2 separate regions of the Mus musculus genome follow, and region 2 is linked to region 1. The links are chromatin contacts, called in public Hi-C maps. All regions are on one chromosome and are shown on one strand. The core of a region is the stretch at or near the end of the contact, and the rest is flanking DNA. Distances in the headings are between cores, read along the strand shown. Region 1 holds the start of 4921528I07Rik (RIKEN cDNA 4921528I07 gene). Region 2 overlaps Cnot10 (CCR4-NOT transcription complex, subunit 10).

Region 1 (6,123 bases), core at 1,224-3,723:
CATAAAACCTTTGGGAGGCATTTATCTATCTAGTCAAGGGTAACTTCCGAAGGAAAGCCCCCTCCTTTGTCATCTCAGGCACCAACCCTAGTTGTAGGTAGATTTAATAGCCATATGTCTCTACCATTAGAAAATCTTGGGGGGTTTCCAGAACCCTTTCTTCCCACCTCTCATTTGTCATGCCACTTTAGGTATCACATATTTTTTTTTCCATTTTTTATTAGGTATTTCGCTCATTTACATTTGCAATGCTATACCAAAAGTCCCCCATAGCCACCCACCCCCTCTCCCCTACCCACCCACTCCCCTTTTATGGCCCTGGCGTTCCCCTGTACTGGGGCATATAAAGTTTGCGTGTCCAATGGGCCTCTCTTTCCAGTGATGGCCGACTAGGCCATCTTTTGATGCATATGCAGCTAGAGTCAAGAGCTCCGGGGTACTGGTTAGTTCATAATGTTGTTCCACCTATAGGGTTGCAGATCCCTTTAGCTTCTTTGGTACTTTCTCTAGCTCCTTCATTGGGGGCCATGTGATCCATCCAATAGCCGACTGTGAGCATCCACTTCTATGTTTGCTAGGCCCAGGCATACTCTGACAAGAGACAGCTATATCAGGGTCCTTTCAGCATAATCTTGCTAGGGTATCACATATTTTTAAGGAGCAGGGGTTGGACATAAAGCAGAAGTCATAAACACTTAGCCAAGCCTCCCACTGAGGGGACATTTCTATCCTTAGAACTGAGTTTCACTTGCAGATCTTAGTTTATATGTGAAGTATTAATAACGAGTGGTAATTCTATCATTTCATTGTGACTATTCTATTCTGCCACCCCTGGAAACTATAGAGGAAGGAGGAAGTGTAAGGGCTCAAGGCAATGGTTCCCAGTGCTCAGAGCATCTACTTCTCTAACCATCCTGGCATGTATGAAATATGAAGAGATGCTTGTGTTACTCCCTTTGGCACTGAACAGCTTAGACAGAGGATGCCAAGAATCTCATGCTGGGAGAAGGAACAAGCTAAGACCCTTGGGCAAACCATAAGGAGGACTAATTTTCTGGCACGTACAATCTATCATATCACTTATCAGGAGAGACTGAAGCTCAGAAGGAGGAAATAACTTGACCAGCATTGCCCAGCTATAGATACTTCTTGACTTTGTTAAAAACTAAACCTCATAGGATTCTGAGGATGGTCTTGGTGGAGGAGTCAATAGACCTTTGTTTCTCTTCCCAATGTACCACCACATCCAACATCAACAGGCTTTCATAGGGTGCCATCTTGTGGTGGTCAGTGGGAATGCAGAAGAGAAGCCCGGGCAACCTTCATGGAAACCTGTCCAGTGGGGTTGAAGCTGGAAAAATAAAAAAATTTAAAAAGAATTTATTACTCTTTCTCTTCTGCTTTTCAGTATTCACTGTGTGCTGACGTTTGGTCTGTTGCTATGCACTGTAGTGATCAATGCTGGTCCACAAGATCTGGCTGCCGCAATGAGGAGATCCTTGGTCAAGAGGAAATCATCGCATATACCAAGTGATGCTATGGAAACTTGCTCCTTAGTTTAAAGCGATTAGTTAAATAAACAGGTTGACAGCTCGTAACTGGGCAGAAGAGAGGTAGGCAAGGCTTCAGGTGCGGGGCTCGGGGTCTGAGGCAGAGAATACCAGGAGAGAAAAGAGAAGAGGAAGGAAGAAGATGCAGGGGTAGGTGGAAAGTGAGAACATGGCAATGAGGGCCAGACATTTGGAAAGGAGTGGGCCATGAGAAACATGGCAAGTTGTCCCTGAGGATCATTGACTGGAAAGTAGACTGACTAGCATAAAGGGTGGATATCTGCTCAGCTCTAGTGCTTTTATGGCTTATTATAAATTTAAAAGTTTTGTGTCTTTATTTGGGAGGTAAATGATCAAAAGTGGGATAGAAACATCCAATTAATCTTTCTACATTAATTATGTCTTTAATTGAACTATTAAGGACAGATAGACACATGGTTAGGGGCTGTCTTAGTTACTTTTCTATTTTTTTTTTTTTTGTGATAAAACACCATGACCAAGTCAACTTGTTAAAGAAAATATTTAACTTAGAATTTTAAGTTTCAGGGAGTTAGAATCCATGACCATCATAGCAGGGAGCAAGGCAGCAGACAGGCAAAAATTCACTGGAGCAGTAGCTGACAGCTCACATTTTGATGTGTGAGAGAGTGATCAAAAAAGACCTTTGTGAAGTAGGCATTTTAACATGGTTCTTTAGAACCATGTAAGCAGATGAGAGAAAACTAACTTTGTAGTTGGTTGTTCTTAGATCAAGAACATTGGCATTTATGATAACCCACACTGTCGTCCTGACCTTGTATGAGCAGACTTGCCTAAGTAGCAGATGTTGGCTGTCATGGTATGATTATGAGTTCACTATGCAAGCTCTGTGACTTATGGCTGACCTGTACCTAGTTATGTTCAGGCCTGAGTGCTGAGTGCCAGTATACTTTGAGATTTCCTCAGAGTACACGTCTATAACTACAGAGCGATAGTAGTGTTGGAATCTGAGTATAATGGGTAACTGTTGTGATACCAGAGGTATGATATTGCTAGCCATTTAGTGCTTTTGCTTCAAATAGACTGGTTAATATTTCTCAAAATATTTTGTGTAAATACTTATAACTGCTGTATTATTAGAATTATGTCTTATTTTATTTAATTTTTGAGACAGAGTTTCTCTGTGTAGCGCTGCCTATCCTGGAACTCACTCTGTAGACCAGGCTGGCATCAAACTCAGAAATCTGCCTGCCTCTGCCTCCCAAGTGCTGGGATTAAAGGCATGCACCATCACGCCTGGCTCTAGAATTATGTTTTATTATATATTATATTTTAGTCTACAAAATATTTTGACTTTAGAATTTAATGTGTTTGTATGTACGTATGTGTCTATATATGTTTGTATTTCCTCCCTCAAGATTGTGCTTCACAGACATAACACTATATCATAGACATACCAAGAAATAACTAAGGTTCTCTGTTTTGAAATTATTAACCTCAGAAAAAAGGAGTGGCTTCACAGTGGTGGGGATAAATTATGATATAAATCTCCCACTATAATGTGTGCCTATTTTCATTTTTAACAAACATTTCGTGTCATTTTCTTATTAGGTATATTTATTCACTAAAATGTAGGTATGTCTTTTCCACATATGTGAAGGTTTAGAGTGTGTACCTACTCCATATTGAATAATTTAAATCCATAATTTATGATTTATCCTGAATTGTAGACATCACAAATAGGTAACATTGTGACCCACATCTCTTTGGAGTGAGGTATCACCCAATAAGTTGATTATTTTGTTCTGAATGACTGATCACTATTTCAACAAATGAAGTAGAGAATAGATGAATTAGACTGGTGAACTAACTAGAGAGTCAGGAACTATTTACAGTAATCCGTGAGCATAGTGTTCGTATATGGTGAACAAAAAGAATAGTATGCAGAGGTAATCGTTCTTCTGTGCGTGTAGAAACATGGTGCTGAAAAGATGTATTAACCCTTCCTGCTGTTTTCACGTGTGATGTGGTTTATTTATCCTGACACTGCTTCAGAGAGCTATAGCTTTCTTGATGAATTGGGCAAAACCTAAATATAAAGAGGTTCATATTTGTGAAAAGCTAATTAACCAAGATGGTAGGTTTCCAGTGTACACGTCAGGATGTCTCAAGTCTGTAGAAGTCCTAGGCATTATCTACTTTATGACATCAAATCCATGGTCACTTTATCACAGGACACCACTGTCACATTTCAACCTAGGCATTGCAAGGAAGTACCAGCCCTTCTCGTCAGCTCACAGATGCGTAGGACTGGGATCCTTATCCTCACACCTGGCCTAAAGCCAACTACAAATAGAGAGATCTTTAATTGATATCTGGTGGAAATACAAATGTTACCCTCAAAAGTGCAGAGACCTTGTGAGCCACAACCTGGGAGAGTGACACAAGTACTCAGAATATCTACCCAGTTTTTAGAGCCCCCATTACCCTTGGAGCAACTCTCACATAGAGCTGAGTTAGAGGACTTGAATGGCCAGCAGGATCCAGATACTCCTCTTCCTTATCACTGTTCTTTTTAATCTGGATGCTACAAAGCACATGAGAATAAAAGGAGAAACAAGGCACAGGGTACTTATTATTGTTTTCCAGAAGTCAATAAATTATTGCATGTCAAAGGATGAATGGATCAATATAGTTACACCATGTCCCTTATACTAAATTCACTTCCCCAGGAAAATGTATGTGTTAAAAAGCTAAAATTCTGTGTTTATGATGAATGTAGAATCAGAATGTGTCAACTGATGGAGGTTGAAATATGCTTGTGAGATGTGATGAAGAGATTCTTCAGTCCTTTTGGGTTTCAAAATGCTTAAAGGGAATGATGATCATATGTGGTTTCATCGTGACATTTATTTTAATGAGGAGAATGAGATGTCTTGATAGTATAGGTGCTTGTCATTGCACCTGATATTCTGTCTCTAACCCCAGAACCCCAAATAATATTAGGCATAACTAGATACCAACAGTTGCCCTTGGATGTGCTCCCTCCCAAACTGAATACACGCACTAGGTAGTTACATATTAAACCATAGACCCTTATGTTGCTTTATATTCCTGTCCTCTAGAAAGCAAAAGGAAAAAAAGGGAAAAAAAGCTTTTTAGTTTTCTAGTCTTTGCCTATACTCACCATCAGGAAAGACAGCCCAGTAGTAGCCTAACTGAATCTAATCACATGTACTGCCTCAGTACACTTTTATCGATGTCAAAATGCTTGTGTAAATAAGTGGTGCCATGAGCTGACAGTGACTTTCTGTCCCTCTAGTCCTACCTCAAGAATGTACTAACACACCCTTCTCAACTGATGACCGTCCTCGGACAAAATCCTCACTGACCGTAAGAAGCCCTCTTCCTTTATATAAGAGAAAATTACTTTAATGATTCCCGCATGTGTTTATGACTATAGCACACTTGAAAAAGTAAAGTTGATTAAGTGTTTCATGTATTAAATATTTTATTTAGGAGGAAAAGGAAATGTAATTATATCAGATCGGGATTTATTAGAACTGTATCAGGTAGTGACTTTGAGTCAGGGCAGACTGTCTTCTGGACAATAATATTCTGCCTTCAATACCAGTATGTAAATTTCACTCAGAAGGTGGCAGGCATATCATTCATGTAGACTTGAATGTTTACATAAGCGTTTACTCCTTTTATGGCTTCTAGAGCCTGTGGTTTAGGTTGAATCTGATTATGTTCCCCAAAGATGGATGTAGAGGAAGCATCATATGTCCTAGCATGGCATGTTCAGGTGCCAAGAACTTAAGACATAAGGATGCATGCAAATGATTGGCGTGCATCCCAAAAGGGGATGGTATCACTAAATAGGTGTTAGCTTCACCATATTGTCATGTAACTCAGCTAACCTTCAGTAGAAGCCAACGCATAAGGTTGCCTGATGTGGCACTTAGTCAGTAAATATGGGAAACACTCTAGTTTTTGTCACAAAGTAGGCATCTTGAGGTATTCTGTGTCAGTATCACATAATATACTAATACGGAACATTTCCCCTGAGTCTCTAATAGTCAGTAAGAGTCAGTAGATTAGTAAGAGATTAGATTAGCTCGACAAACTTGGTACAATTATGTCCCGTCAAGAGGTGAACCAAAGCGTGGTACAAACAGGATTCATCATCATCTAAGTCTCGTAAGTGTTTTCTTTCCTGTGTGTTACAGGTGGGCTCCAGAAAACGCCGGAACAGTATGTATCCTGCAGTCGCTGAAGACATGTGTTAGATATGAATTGTGTTAATACTGATTGTCTTTTGTCTGGTTGCACCACAGTGAGCAAATCAACTTGTATTGATTGAAAAATCAGATGTTTGTTCTTAAAAAAAGTGATGCCTGAAGTGAGAAATTGTAGCCCTGTGTGTACAGCTGTGACCTCTTTAGTTTGTTGTTTTGTTCACGAGGCTGCCTCTAAACCTATCTTATCTACACAGATATCCAAGTTACTCAACTCAATCTACAGAGAAAAAGTTTTGAAAAAAAGTCAGAATAGACAATTTACTTATGTGTTTAAAGTTTGCCACAGCCAC
Region 2 (5,978 bases), core at 2,799-5,298, 270 kb before region 1:
CTTAGCAGCTCAGGTGAGCTGCACGCCAAGTTTAGCCAGACTGCTTCAGGGACCGTGGGAGAGGAGTGTTATCTGCAGAGGCTGAAAACTGCACGAATAGGTGTTTTTCTGGGGTTTCTGTAACTGGAGTTACAGGTGCTTGCGAGCCACTATTGCGTATGTAGTAGGATGGAACCCATGCCCTCTGCAAGAGCAGACAATGGTCTTGTTCGAAACGGGGGTCTCTGTAGACCAGGCTGTCCTTGAACTCACAGAGATCCACCTGCCTCTGCCTCATGAGTGCTGGGATTAAAAACCCTCCCTGCCCAGCCTCCAAATGCTGAGATTACAAGGTGTCTACCGTCATGCCCAGCTTTCCTAACTCATTTGTAAAGAGGGAGTTTCTTCTGTTAGCAGCCGGTGTGAAAATTAAAGTAGGATTCTGAAGGAAAAAAAGGCCTGAAGAACTTGACCCACAGCTGACCCCAAGCTGCACCCATACACCAAGAAGGACTTGACTAGAGTTACTCCTAGCTACTTCCTAGCATCAGTCAGTCAAAGATAGTCTGGTTGTCTCAGATATACTTTCAGACTGTTTGCGATTGTTCATGGTCTTGCTTCAGAGCACCCACCCACCTGTCGGCTTACAATAGTCATTCAGTTAATTAGATGCTTGCCAGAGTAGTCACCCCCTCATGTGCTCCCATTTTCTATAAAACCTTGTCCCAATGAGAGTTCAGGGCTGCTTCACCAAACCATCTTGTGGGTTGGTGAGTAAGCCCAAACTCGAGTCTGTAATAAAGAGACCCTAATGTGATTGCATCAGAGTCAGCTCCTGGTTGGTCTTTTGGGCTCACGAACAAGGCACGACAAGGCCAGACTGGGCTAGATAGGGCTCCATCTCTTAAAAAGGTAGATGAAATAGTTCAGTGGGAAGGGAGTTTACCAACAAGCAGGATGGGCTGAGGTTAGTTAGTCCTGAGGGTCCACGTGATGGAAGGAGAGAGCCAGGTACTACAGACTGTTCTATGGCCTCATTCCTGTGTTGTGGCACAGTAAGTAAGAAAGTTAATATACAGTTAATATACTAATAAAAATAATTAGTACAGTTGGATGATGGTAGAGGAGAAGCCTGGCCCACAGACTGGATGAATCCATTGGCCTTCTGCTGCCTGTGGGCCCTGAACATTTGAATTCACACTGCTCCCCATCCTGTGCACAAGTCTCTCTGGACCCTTCTTCTTGGAAGCCAACAGGAAAAACTACTGAAAATGTCATGGATCCCATGTCAGTCTGGCACTTGATTCTTTGTGCCTGAGCTTTGCTGAGTGGCAGGGATGCTATGGTCCATGGAAAGAAAGGACCTGTGTTGGTTGACGCCACACAAACCAGTCACCAGTCACCTGGGAAGAGGGAGCATGACTTGAGGAAATGGCTTCCCCAAACTGACCTGTGGATAAGTCTGTGGGTCATTGTTTTGATTGTTGATGGATGTGGGCTCAGCCACTTCTGAGCAAGTATAAAAATGGTATCCCAAATTAAACCTGGGAGCAAGCCCAAAGCAGTGTTTCTCCATGGTTGCTGCCTCTGCTCCTGCTTGAGTTCCTGCCCTGATATTTTATTTATACATTTTATATTTATAAATTATTATATGACTTTATTATTTATATTATAATTTATATAATATTTATATTATTTATACACACAGGTATATAGATATATAGTTGTTGTTGTTGTTGTTTTTTCATTAAAAAAGGGAGTGGGACAGTGGTTGCACAAACCTTTAAGCCCAGAACTCAGGAGGGAGAGGCAAGTGGATCTTTGAGTTTGAGGCTAGCAAACTTTTATTTATTTAGCTATTTTGTGGCAGTTGTCTTAGTCATTGTTCCAGTTGCTGTGAAGAAATACCATGACCACAGCAACTTAAATAAATGGAAACATTTAATTGGGGCTGGCTTACAATTTCTAAGGTTCAGTTCATTATCTTCATTTCAGGGAACATTGTGGCAGGAAGACGGAAGTAGTGCTGGAGAGGAGACTGGAGAGAAACACTGGGCCTGTCCCTGTGATGCACTTCTGCCAGCAAGGCCACGCCTCCCAGTCCCTGAAGTGTCACTCCCTGAAGATGAAGCATTCAAATATGAGTCGATGAGAGCCATTCTTGTTCACGTCGCCATAGTTATGGAGGTTGGACCCAGCACTCAAGACTGTTATAAAGAATTTTTGCTTTGGTTTTTGTTGTTGTTGGTTTGTGTTGTTTTTGTTTTCTGGGGGGCGTGGGGTAGAGACAAGGTGCACCCAAGCCTACCCTCAATGACTCAGTGGCTGAGCTGTGTCATCACCAGACCTTTGAAAAGGTTTTGGCCATCATTCTAGCTCTCTCTTGGTGTCTCTGTCTCTCTTTCATGTCCCCTCTCCAAGACTGCCTTTCCCCCTCCCCGTCAATCAATCTGTTGCAGAAGATATGTTGCATGGTGTGATCTTTCCGGTAAACCTTGCCTGTAATCTGCCAAGGTACTCCCATGGCATAAATCCTAACAGTAGTAGTGTTTGCTTTTGAAACAGGGTCTCTATTCCTGATGCCCTTGAACTTGCTATGTAGACCAGACTAGCCTCAAACTCACAAATCCACCTGTCTCTGCCTCTCAGCACACCAGAAGGCAGAGAATGACAGATCTCTGAGTTCAAGGCCAGCTTGGTCTACAGAGTTCTTCCAGGGCTAAGCAGAGAAACTCTGTCTCAACCAAACAAAAAACAAAAATTTGCAAAATTTGAGTGACATTGAAATATGTGAGATTGGCCGGGCGTGGTGGCGCTCGCCTTTAATCCCAGCACTGGGAGGCAGAGTCAGGCGGATTTCTGAGGCCAGCCCGGTCTACAAAGTGAGCTCCAGGACAGCCAGAGCTATAAAGAGAAACCCTGTCTCGAAAAACCAAAAAAAGAAAAAAAAGAAAAAAAAAAAAAAGAAATATGTGAGATTGAAGCCATTCTGGACAGTATAGCAAATTCCAGGCCAGCCAGGGTTTCATAATGAGACCTGTCTCAAAGGGGAAGGGGAGAGAATAAGAAGTAAATTATGAAGATGGGTGAGAGGAGCTGAAGGTATGCAGAGGATGGTGCTCGATTCCCAGAATCCACACGGTGGCTCGAAACCAGGTAGCTCCAGGTCAATAGAGCTGATGCCCTCTTCTGGCCTCCGGGGGCGCATAACCTGCTGGTAAAATACTCCCCATGTAAAGTAGAGTTTCATGCTATTTTTCTTTCTGGGCTTAGCAGTGTTCCAAGGGGCCTGAAATGGGGTGGCCTGTAATAGCCCCAAGGTCCCAGGGCCCTCAGTATTTGTGTCCCTCACCCCTTGTGGAGTAAAGGTTGAGCAATGGCCCAGGATAGGTGCCTTAGTTAATGGTCAGACTGGATCCTAGAAGCCAACAGGCCTGGCCTAAAGTAAACACAAAGTAAACACGCCCTGACACAAAGCTGGGAGGCGGGCGCAGAGGCTCGGCCAGGTGCGAGTGGGCTGTCACGGAAGGAGGCAGTGAAGTTCATTAGCCTCCTCATTTGGGGCAAAGCGAATCCGTGTGGTGACACACAATTGTCTTGGAGGATTTAAGGGGATTTGCCTGAGTGTCCCGGTGGGCCCCTAGCCTCCTCCTAATCCAGTCCACATTTCAGACTACTTAGGAACGCATTAAATGTCAAAGCCGGCGTTTAGGAAAATATCTACATTTCGTATGCAACGCCCGGGTCAAAAGAAAAGCCAAACCGACGAACCTTCCAGCTTTTGGCGCAAGAGGCACTCTGTGTGGTCCCCAGTGTGAATGGGGAGGGCCGCGCTCCCCTCCCAGGAATGCAGTCCTTTCTCTAGGGGAAAATGCTAATGCTTTGTTTCTGCCTTGGCTCCCCCAGGCGCGGGGGCGCCCCCGCACGATTGTCACCGCCACATTAGCATGTGAGCAGCCCCTATCCCCACCCACACCCACACCCCCCCCCCCCCAGCTCAGCCCTGATTGGGGACTTCTGGGACCCGGGCAATGGCCAGCTGCCAACAGTCTTACCACAGTCCATATCTCCGCTGAGACCTCAGGAAGCTAACAGGCAACCCTGCAGGTGGGGAGTTTTCACTCCATACGCGTTGATCCTTTAATATACGAGAAAAAACTTTATTGTAGCTGTCCCACCAAGGAAATCAAAATCATTGGAACAGCTGTGGTCCCGCTGCGATCTGTGTCCTTATCACCAGGGTATCCTGCCCACGATGTGACTCTTCACACGACCTCCAAGCTATTCCCAGCGGGGACAGCCGGGAAGGGGTACGGCCAGCCCGCGGGATCCCTCTGGAAAGCAGCAGAGAGGCAGAGTCTCGGGACGCAACCGGGAATCCGCGTGGAGCCCGGGGCGCCGAGCGCCACCTAGCGGCAGCGCGGAACAGCCCAACAAATTTCTTCACTGATTTCTTCCCGTCATCTGTTCCTTTCCACTTTATTCGATTCTATTGATTTTGTTTTAGTTATTTGACTAGTTTGTTTTATACAGCTTTATTTTACTCCTGTCACTTCCGTGGTTGAGTAAATGTATAAGCCATTTCTATCTTTGGCTTTTTTTTTTTTTTTTGGTTTTTTTCCCCATTGTTTAGATTTTAATTTTTACCATAATAACATTACTCAATGTATTTCATTTGCTTCGGTTCCTTGACTTATCTTTGCTCTGTGGGTGAAGGTTTAAGATCCTCTGTACTCTTCTGGCTCTTTTCTGCCTGAGTTTTTGGGGGTTTTTTTGTTTTGTTTTTTTGTTTGTTTTTGTTTTTTGAGACAGGGTTTCTCTGTGTAGTCCTGGCTGTTCTGGAACTCACTTTGTAGACCAGGCTGGCCTCAAACTCAGAAATCCGCCTGCCTCTGCCTCCCAAGTGCTGGGATTAAAGGCGTGCACCACCACCACCCGGCCTGAGTTTTTAAAGAAAGGAAAAATACTGCTTTAGCTAAGTACTCCCAAGTATTGGACAAGGATGATATTTTATGGCTTTATGCCGAGGCTGGGCCAGGCAAGCATCTATTTGGATAAATACCATTGATAAGTATTTCAGCTGGCATTGTGACAAAGGACTGTCTTGCCTGTAGTCCCTGACTAAGGCAGAAGATTGCTCAGAAGTTTAAGCTTGACTGCATGAAACAATGGAGTGAGAATTTGTCTCAAAAATCAAACGACAGGGACTGGAGAGATGAATCTACAGTTAAAAACACTGGCTGGCTGGCTGACTGCTCTTCTAGAAGAACCGGGTTCAATTCTCAGTGCCCACACATCGACTCACAGCCATCTGCAATTCCAGTTCCAAGGGATCCAACGCCCTCTTTTGGCTTCCTCTGGGCACTGGAAGTAGTGCACAGAATACATGCATGCAAAACACCCATACACAAAATATAAATAAAATAAAAATCAAACAAGGCCAGAAAGATGTGGTTGGTTGCCCGTACCTTTAATTCCAGCACTCAAGAGGCAGAGGCAGACAGATCTCTGTGAGTTGCAGAACAGCCGGGGCTACAAAGAAAGACCTTGTCTTCAACAACAACAAAATCAAATAACAACCATAACATATACTTCTCCAGTTGCTGTAGTGTAAAAATAATAATAATGATAATGACGATAATAGAAAGTCAATTATTGGTCAGTTGAAGGTCAGTCAGCCTTTTAAAGCCCATCTAGGAACCTGCTCTTGGCAAAACACAGCGCCCAGTTCTAGAAGGGAAGCCCCAGAATGAGATTGGTAGGTAGGGTAGTGTAGAGAGGAGTCCAGGGTGAGATGGAGAGTGGACTGAAGGTGTATATAATTGAAGTACGTGGTGAACATCCATGAAATTCTCAAATAATAGGTTAAAAACATTTAAAACATTTCCGTTAAAAAAAAATGTATGTGCATAAGTGTTTTGCCTGGATGTGTGCTGGAGCCATGGAGGCCAGAAGAGGGCGCTGGATCCTATGGAACTGGAGACAACTGTGCTCTGCTG

The links. Hi-C and Micro-C count contacts between places; a contact is called where the count stands out from the background.
Region 2: a contact with region 1 is called in a Hi-C map of nephron progenitors, with 14 times the contacts expected there. The contact joins the enhancer-like site here to the promoter of 4921528I07Rik in region 1. A contact is called at or near these places in 2 of 15 datasets of contacts at CTCF or cohesin (CD8 T cells and embryonic stem cells), 2 of 484 Hi-C or Micro-C datasets (embryonic stem cells and nephron progenitors) and 1 of 115 datasets of contacts at active chromatin or transcription factors (embryonic stem cells).

The regions. Positions count from the first base shown.
Region 1 is chr9:114,313,378-114,319,500 of GRCm38.p6, reverse strand. It overlaps 4921528I07Rik (RIKEN cDNA 4921528I07 gene), which reads left to right and starts at 2,473. Exons shown (of 27, transcript NM_001384245.1): 1 at 2,473-2,570; 2 at 4,852-4,922; 3 at 5,762-5,786. The coding sequence starts at 2,546.
Region 2 is chr9:114,582,336-114,588,313 of GRCm38.p6, reverse strand. Cnot10 (CCR4-NOT transcription complex, subunit 10) reads left to right here. Exons shown (of 20, transcript NM_153585.5): 20 at 1,975-2,440. Among named protein-coding and RNA genes, the nearest start is that of Trim71, 21 kb to the right of the region's middle. Within about 2 kb of position 4,048, at least 138 of the 459 cell types and tissues checked have an H3K27ac peak or open chromatin away from gene starts, as enhancers often do. A contact at or near this core is called in embryonic stem cells and nephron progenitors, where this site is marked.